2 separate regions of the Gossypium hirsutum genome follow, and region 2 is linked to region 1. Evidence: chromatin contacts called from public Hi-C data. All regions are on one chromosome and are shown on one strand. The core of a region is the stretch at or near the end of the contact, and the rest is flanking DNA. Distances in the headings are between cores, read along the strand shown.

Evidence for each region. A called contact is a pair of places that touch in the nucleus more often than the background predicts.
Region 2: a contact with region 1 is called in a Hi-C map of leaf, with 1.9 times the contacts expected there. The contact joins the promoter of LOC107893900 here to the promoter of LOC107893898 in region 1. A contact is called at or near these places in 2 of 34 Hi-C or Micro-C datasets (both in leaf).

Annotation. Positions count from the first base shown.
Region 1 is chrA13:42,481,988-42,485,355 of Gossypium_hirsutum_v2.1, forward strand. LOC107893898 (serine/threonine-protein kinase ATG1c) reads right to left here and starts at 1,876. Exons shown (of 13, transcript XM_016819039.2): 1 at 1,333-1,876; 2 at 90-207; 3 at 1-4. The coding sequence starts at 1,575.
Region 2 is chrA13:42,712,892-42,716,259 of Gossypium_hirsutum_v2.1, forward strand. It overlaps LOC107893900 (pentatricopeptide repeat-containing protein MRL1, chloroplastic), which reads left to right and starts at 1,668. Exons shown (of 19, transcript XM_016819043.2): 1 at 1,668-2,152; 2 at 2,557-3,289. The coding sequence starts at 1,826.

The DNA of each region.
Region 1 (3,368 bases), core at 626-3,125:
GCCGCTGCACAAAGATGATCATATAAGTTTAACCAACCAAAATTCAAAGGAGAAGGAAAACCAACAACCAGACACAATTTGCAGCATACCTAGTTGCTGCATGAAATGCTTTGCAGTTGCTTCAGGGACACATCCATGATGTGTAATACACATAGAAAGGTCACCCCCCTTGCAGTATTCCAATACAAGATGTATCTTTCCAGGAACCTAAATACAGGTATATAAACCAAAATAAATATGATTAAGATATACACTACATGATTGCTCATATAACAAATGAAAGTAAACAAAGAAAGAAATGGCATATCAACATTATCCCAAACAACTTCAAATTCAAATCAAAAGTATATGTGACATTTTCCAGTTGATCTCAACTTACAAAAGATCAAATAAGCACTAACAAAATGCGTCTACAACTCATAAAGAAAAATTGCTACTACAAAATCCATTATTCCACTCTAACCAGTCCATGGAATGAAGGGCACAGCATATAACCACTCCAGCACGATGCAAATATTTTAGAGATATAGATACATATAAGCTGCAAACTTCACAAACAAATACATGAAAACTAGATTCACCATTTAGTTTCTTGACCACTGCAAATTTACCAAATTGCTTCCCATGATCCTTGAGACTTCTCCATTAGTATTAGTTGCTGAATTCCCAATGGCATCATTTGTCAAATGTTTTGCTATAGGAAGGAGATTATGGATGCTATAGGCTTAACTTTGTTTTATTGCTGGCTAATTTGACTAGATAAGGTGACTGATTGTACGTTTTTATTGTTTAAATGATGAATCTTATGGTGGTTTATTCCATTGGGTTGATTTGAAGGATTTTGTTGTATTAGATTAGGCGTGATGAGCAATTTAGGTGTTCAATCCCCTGTAAATGATGTTGCTCATTTTCTGTAATGAGCTTTTCTTATTAATAAAAAACTTTGCTTAGCAAAGAAAAAAACACAATATATAGATTGACTGAAATTTCCACTATTCGTTAATTCTTTCATTCTCTGCTTCCATCAAATACGAGTATGCGCGGATAGCTCTTTTCAAAAAGTAGATTCTTCTCATTTTCAATATTGCATTCTAAAATATCTTCAGTTAAAAAGAATCCACATCCTCCGTTCTTTCATCATTTTCCTTAAAAGAAGAACTTTCCCTCAATAAATGGCGCCTCAAATTTCAGTCCCTACCTTAGTTAACAACTCATTTTCAAATAGCTCCATTTCCGCCACTTCTTCCTCTACTTTATCGGCATCCAAACAACTCCCTAAAATCTAATAGTAAAAGGAAACAATTAAATAAAAGGGAACAAGAAGAAACGAACCTCAACAATATCATGCAGTCGAATAATATTAGGATGATTGATTCTCTTCAAAATAAAGATTTCCGACATCAAACTATCTTGCAACTTCTTATTGAGTCGACCCGTTACGATCTCCTTTATCGCCACCTCGGTTCCATGAACTCGATGCCTCGCATGCCAAACAATCGAAAAGGAACCCGACCCGATTTTCCGACCCACTAAATAGTTCCCTACCATTCTTCCCCTCCCCGTTGCTTGAGCCATTACAGACGAACCTGGAACAAAAAGAGAGAGAAAAAAGCCCAAGGATCCGACTCCAGAGCTTGAAGCTTTAAAAAATGGTATAGAATACTGGAATTTGGATCTTCGGAAGATCCGACCCGAATATTAATTGGATTTCCGATTCACCGTGCAAAGAAAAATAATCTGAGGAAGAGTGAGGAAGGAGGGTGAGATGAGAACTTGATTAATGAGTTCTCTAAAATTATGCATTCTAGTTATTATGGGTTGAATTATTGAGATTATTAATTGGGATTAGCGAACGTAATTGAGGATTAATGTTTTGTGATTCGATGATTATTTTGTTTTTTTTAATGAAAACCATAAGCTAAAAGCGGGATTAGACGGTGTATATTTTTAAGATACGGTTACTTATACGGTGTAACCACGGATGTTAGTGAGTTGGCTGTTTTTAATTGGGTGGACAAGTGGTAGGTGATGATGGAAAAGCGCCGATATCAGCTTTTTACCACCTGTCCGTCAGACATTGGTTAGATAACGTTAAAGCGACTTTTTGGCCTTTTATGAATTATTTAATACTTTAATTTTCATTTTCCAAGTTTACTAATAAATATCCTTTAAATAAATTTTTATTAGATGTGAAGCTAAAAATTTTAATGTTTCTTAAATAATTTTTTATTATAAAATTAAAAGAACAATAAAAATGAAAGATAATTTATCTTTTACTTACGATACAATAAGTTTGTACATGTTTTCTATTTATAGGGCTTTAAATATCATAAGTTATAAAACATTAAGGATTAAAATTAAGGTATCTTGTAAATAATTTAGGGGTTTTAAGAAAATGAATTTAAGGGTTATAGACATTCATTCTTTAAATGTTATAATAAGATAAATTTGAGGTTATGAACATCCATTTATAAATAGATTTACAACACTCCCCATTGAATGTCTATTAATAAAAATGTTTCGTAAAAAATTATTAAGAAAAATTTATGAAATAAAAACCTAATGAAAGAAAAAAGTACATAATCTATTATTACAAGTTATCTCATTAAAAAATTTTATCACGAAAACCTAGTAAGATAAAACATTGATTAAAGGAAAAGAGTGCAATATATTTTTTACTCCCTCTAATGACAACATCACATTATATCTTTGAGTTGACATATTCCAATTTTGTCCAGTAGTCCTTCAAATGTTAAAGTTAACAATGCATTGGTAAAAAAATCTGTTTAATCATCACTAGAATGAATTTGTTGAACTTCTATATCACATTTCTTCTCAAGATTATGAGTGAATAATAGTTTTGGTGAAATATGTTTCGTTCTATCACCTTTGATGTAACCACCCTTCAATGGAGCTATACATGTTACATTATCTTCGTATAAGATAGTTGACATATTTTTTTTGTAAAGGCATATTACATATCTTCTAAATATGTTGGGTCAATAATAAGGGCGAAGTTAGAAAAAAAATTTCATGTGGGCAAAAATTAAATTGTAATTTTCACAATAGTAAAAATGTAATTTCGCCATTTTAATAGCATGTATCTTATAATTTTTAAAAAAATTTAATCAATTTTTTATCATTTTTAGGGGGCAAAGTGCAATTTTACCTTTACTAATTTAAAATCTTAAAAATTTTAAAGGGCCTAAAAATATTATTTTAGGGGATTCGAGGCCCCTGTCAACTCCCTAACTATGTCCCTGATCAATAACTTTAGCAAAACACACTTTTGATTTTCCCTATGCATTGCAATTATTTCTGTATGATTTGAAAAGGCAACAACTAATGTATGTTTTGTTGAATGTTAT
Region 2 (3,368 bases), core at 418-2,917, 230 kb after region 1:
AACTTATTTAAAATTTTATTAGATTAGGCCATTTTTTGAAAGGATTACGAGAATAAGTCTATTTTATGAAAAAGTGTCCAGTTGAAAGGTTTTTAGTCTTCCAATTGGAAACGCTTTTTGAGCTTCACATCAACACTAAAAGTTGCAATACCAATAATTTTTTTTTTGGTACCACCTATTAATGTGAAAATAAAATTTACAAAACAAATCTTTATATAAATCCCAAGTTTTATTTCTCTTATTTTTTTAAGTGATGTGAGATATGGGTATATATAAATTCATAATCTATTTACAGCTTATTTCTAGACAATGTGAAATTGCTTACTCTTTCAACTAATAACATAAAATTAAAGACTACCCTTAATTTTTAAAAATTAAAGAAAATTTTATATAACATTAAATTCTAACAAAACAAAACATTATAAAATTTTGTACAAATATTATCGTTATAAAAAGAAGTTCAATAAAAAAATTGGTTCTTTCATTTTTAGTACTGATGTAGCTGAAAGCATTTCTAGTTGAAAGTATTTTTTGCAAATCACTTGACAATATTTTCACTTGGACTCGTTTTTTTGAATTTCACCTGAAAACGCTTCCAGCTGGAAGCATTTCGCAAAATCGGCCTATTCTTGTAATTCTTCCAAATAAGACATAATTTGGTAAATTTTAAAAAAATTCGGCATTTATTGATAATTTAGCCCCTTAAATTTGTCAAATATAACCCAATAAATACTAGAATTAAGTTTAAAATAATTTCATTATATGGGGCAAGAAAGCTTAATTTACTCCATACTTTTATATACCTTTCAAGTCAATTATTCTCAATTCAATGAATAGAACTATATAATTCAGAGAAAAAAATAAAAAACACTCGTAGTAGATAGTGAAGTCAACACAACAAAGACTTTAATCTCAATATTAATAAAACATTATAATACGTTGACAATTAAAACGTTGACAATTCTTTTAAACTTTAAAATTTAATAATAATAATAATTTAGCAAAAGTAGATTTATATTAACAATCTTGCAAGTAATAACCTCAATAACTCTATGTAAAAAAATTAGGCATATTGTCAAAGCCAAAAATATAATAAATGTCTCCAACATTCTTCCCTCACAAGAATAGAAGTAACTCAACATATGCATCACAAATAATGGCATATTATGCCCTTTATTCTTATTGCTTCAAAACTTCAACAAATGCATTATTAACATCAACTATAAACTTTGGCCTTAGATTTGATATAAACATAACTTCGGTATAGACGAGATTTTTATGTAGTTTAAAATTTAGAAATTTAATCTTAAGCAAATAATAATTATTAAATTTATTAAGTTTTGTTATATTAATTTATCAATTTATTATTTTCACATATTACTTACAGAAAGAAAGTTAATATATTAACGATTATCTTTTGCATCAAAATTAAAAATTTTAAATTCAAAAAATAGAGGCTAAAAATGATTTAATTGAAGAAAATGAACCAACTTTAAACATAGTATATCACTGATAACAAAATTTAACCACATAAACTAAAATTAATCAAAATAAAATAACTAAAATTTATCTAATTGAAGAATAAAAACGCAGAATTTGACCTAGGAAATTAACCTTTTTTAGTTTCTCTTTTCCTTTGAAAATAACATTTTAATTGAAGAAAAAGAGGAGAGACATTTTTTGCTACGTCAGCAACAATATCCGGTAGTGGATCACTAATAACAACTGAAACTGAACATCGTTCATTTCGTTGAACTCGATAAGCTCCTCTCCTCTCTCTTTTGCCACTCTATCCTCTCTTTTTTTTTTCTTTGAGCTTCTTTCTATGGATTCCAACTTAATCTTCTTGTCTCCAAAATTCCAAACCCCAAATTTCCTACCTTCTTACCCATTCTCCTCTTCCACTACCCGTCCTCTAATCAGCCGACAATTCCTTGGTTTCACTCACTCCCTCTGGCCTCCCGGAGGTGCTTCTTCTCTCCGAAGGAAACGCAAAAACTTGACCTTTCTGCGCCTCCAACCTCCCCGCTTTGTTTCCAGAGTTTCTATCGACTCCAATTTGGTTTTCGTTCTCATCGGTGTAACCGCTTTATCTGCTTTTTCTCTTGCTTTCTATAATCAATTTTTTAGAAAGAGTCAGACTTTAAAAAAGGTGAGTTTACTTAACTGATTGAATTGAAGTCTGGTTTAGCTAAAGTTCTGCTGAATTGGGGTAGCTGGTTTTCATTATTCAAGTGTTGGGACGTGGGATTATGGTTGTTTTGGAAAGAACTATCCGAGAAGGTTTGAAAATTTTGAGTTGTGAATGCACAGCTAAAAATGAGAAAGTTGGTTTAAACATTCAGAAGACGTTTTTGATCATAAATTTATATTCCTTGATGCTTATATTATAATTGTTGCAGAACTAACTTGGGTGCACAGTTTATGTCATGGTAATTCTGATGATTTTCCTTTCTATATTAGGATTCACTAAATTCTGAAATTTGGGTTGCCTTTGGATTTAGTTGAGTTTTTTTAGACGTGACTAACTTTTTCGATTATGATGCCCACGCACAGGTATCTGGTTCGTCACGTTCTGCCTTACGTCAACAACGACAAGGAAAAGATGTGGTGATCCAGACTGCTGACCATCAGATTTTGGAGGCGGGGGATCTTCAAAGGGATACTTTTGCAAAAGAAAATGGCGGTTTGACAGAGCACATGAAGGAAGTGAATGATGCTTCTGAAAGTAAAGAGGTGTTTTTGCAAGAAACTGCTGTGGTGAATGGTGATTCCACGTTGTCTAAGGCATCAGAGTCAAATGGTGCTGATTTTCTTGCATTTAATACTAATGATTCTGATGTTCTTGAAGAATCTGGAACTACTGTTCTACCTCTTCAACCTACTGTGCTGCTTGAATCAGGAGCAGGACAGCCACTTACCTTTGCAACACAAAGGTCAGGACTTCATTTGGAAGAACGAGTAAATGAATTTGAAGCTGATTACCCTAGACTAGCTGTGGAACCCAAGTCTAGTGCTTCTTCTGTTCTAGTAGAAGATGCTGTTGTCCTTGTCGGAGAAGATAAAGTTAGAAATTATGACATATTCAGAGAATCCGGCAGAGAAGAGCTTCACACCTTCTACGAGGCTGATCACTTGGTGGCAAAATCTTCATCAAACTTGACTCTAAGACCAGTGTCTTCTCATGTTCTCTCTTCAAATAGCAATAAGTTTTCTTCACTGAAGCTGAAGCCGAACAGTGAACTAAACAAAGATGCATTATCAGCAAAGAATTCTCTCCAAACAGCAGGTTATGCCAAAAAAAGACATCTGTCATTATGATCCCATTTTAATGTATGTTGTAGTTAGCATTAACATCTCTCTTTTCT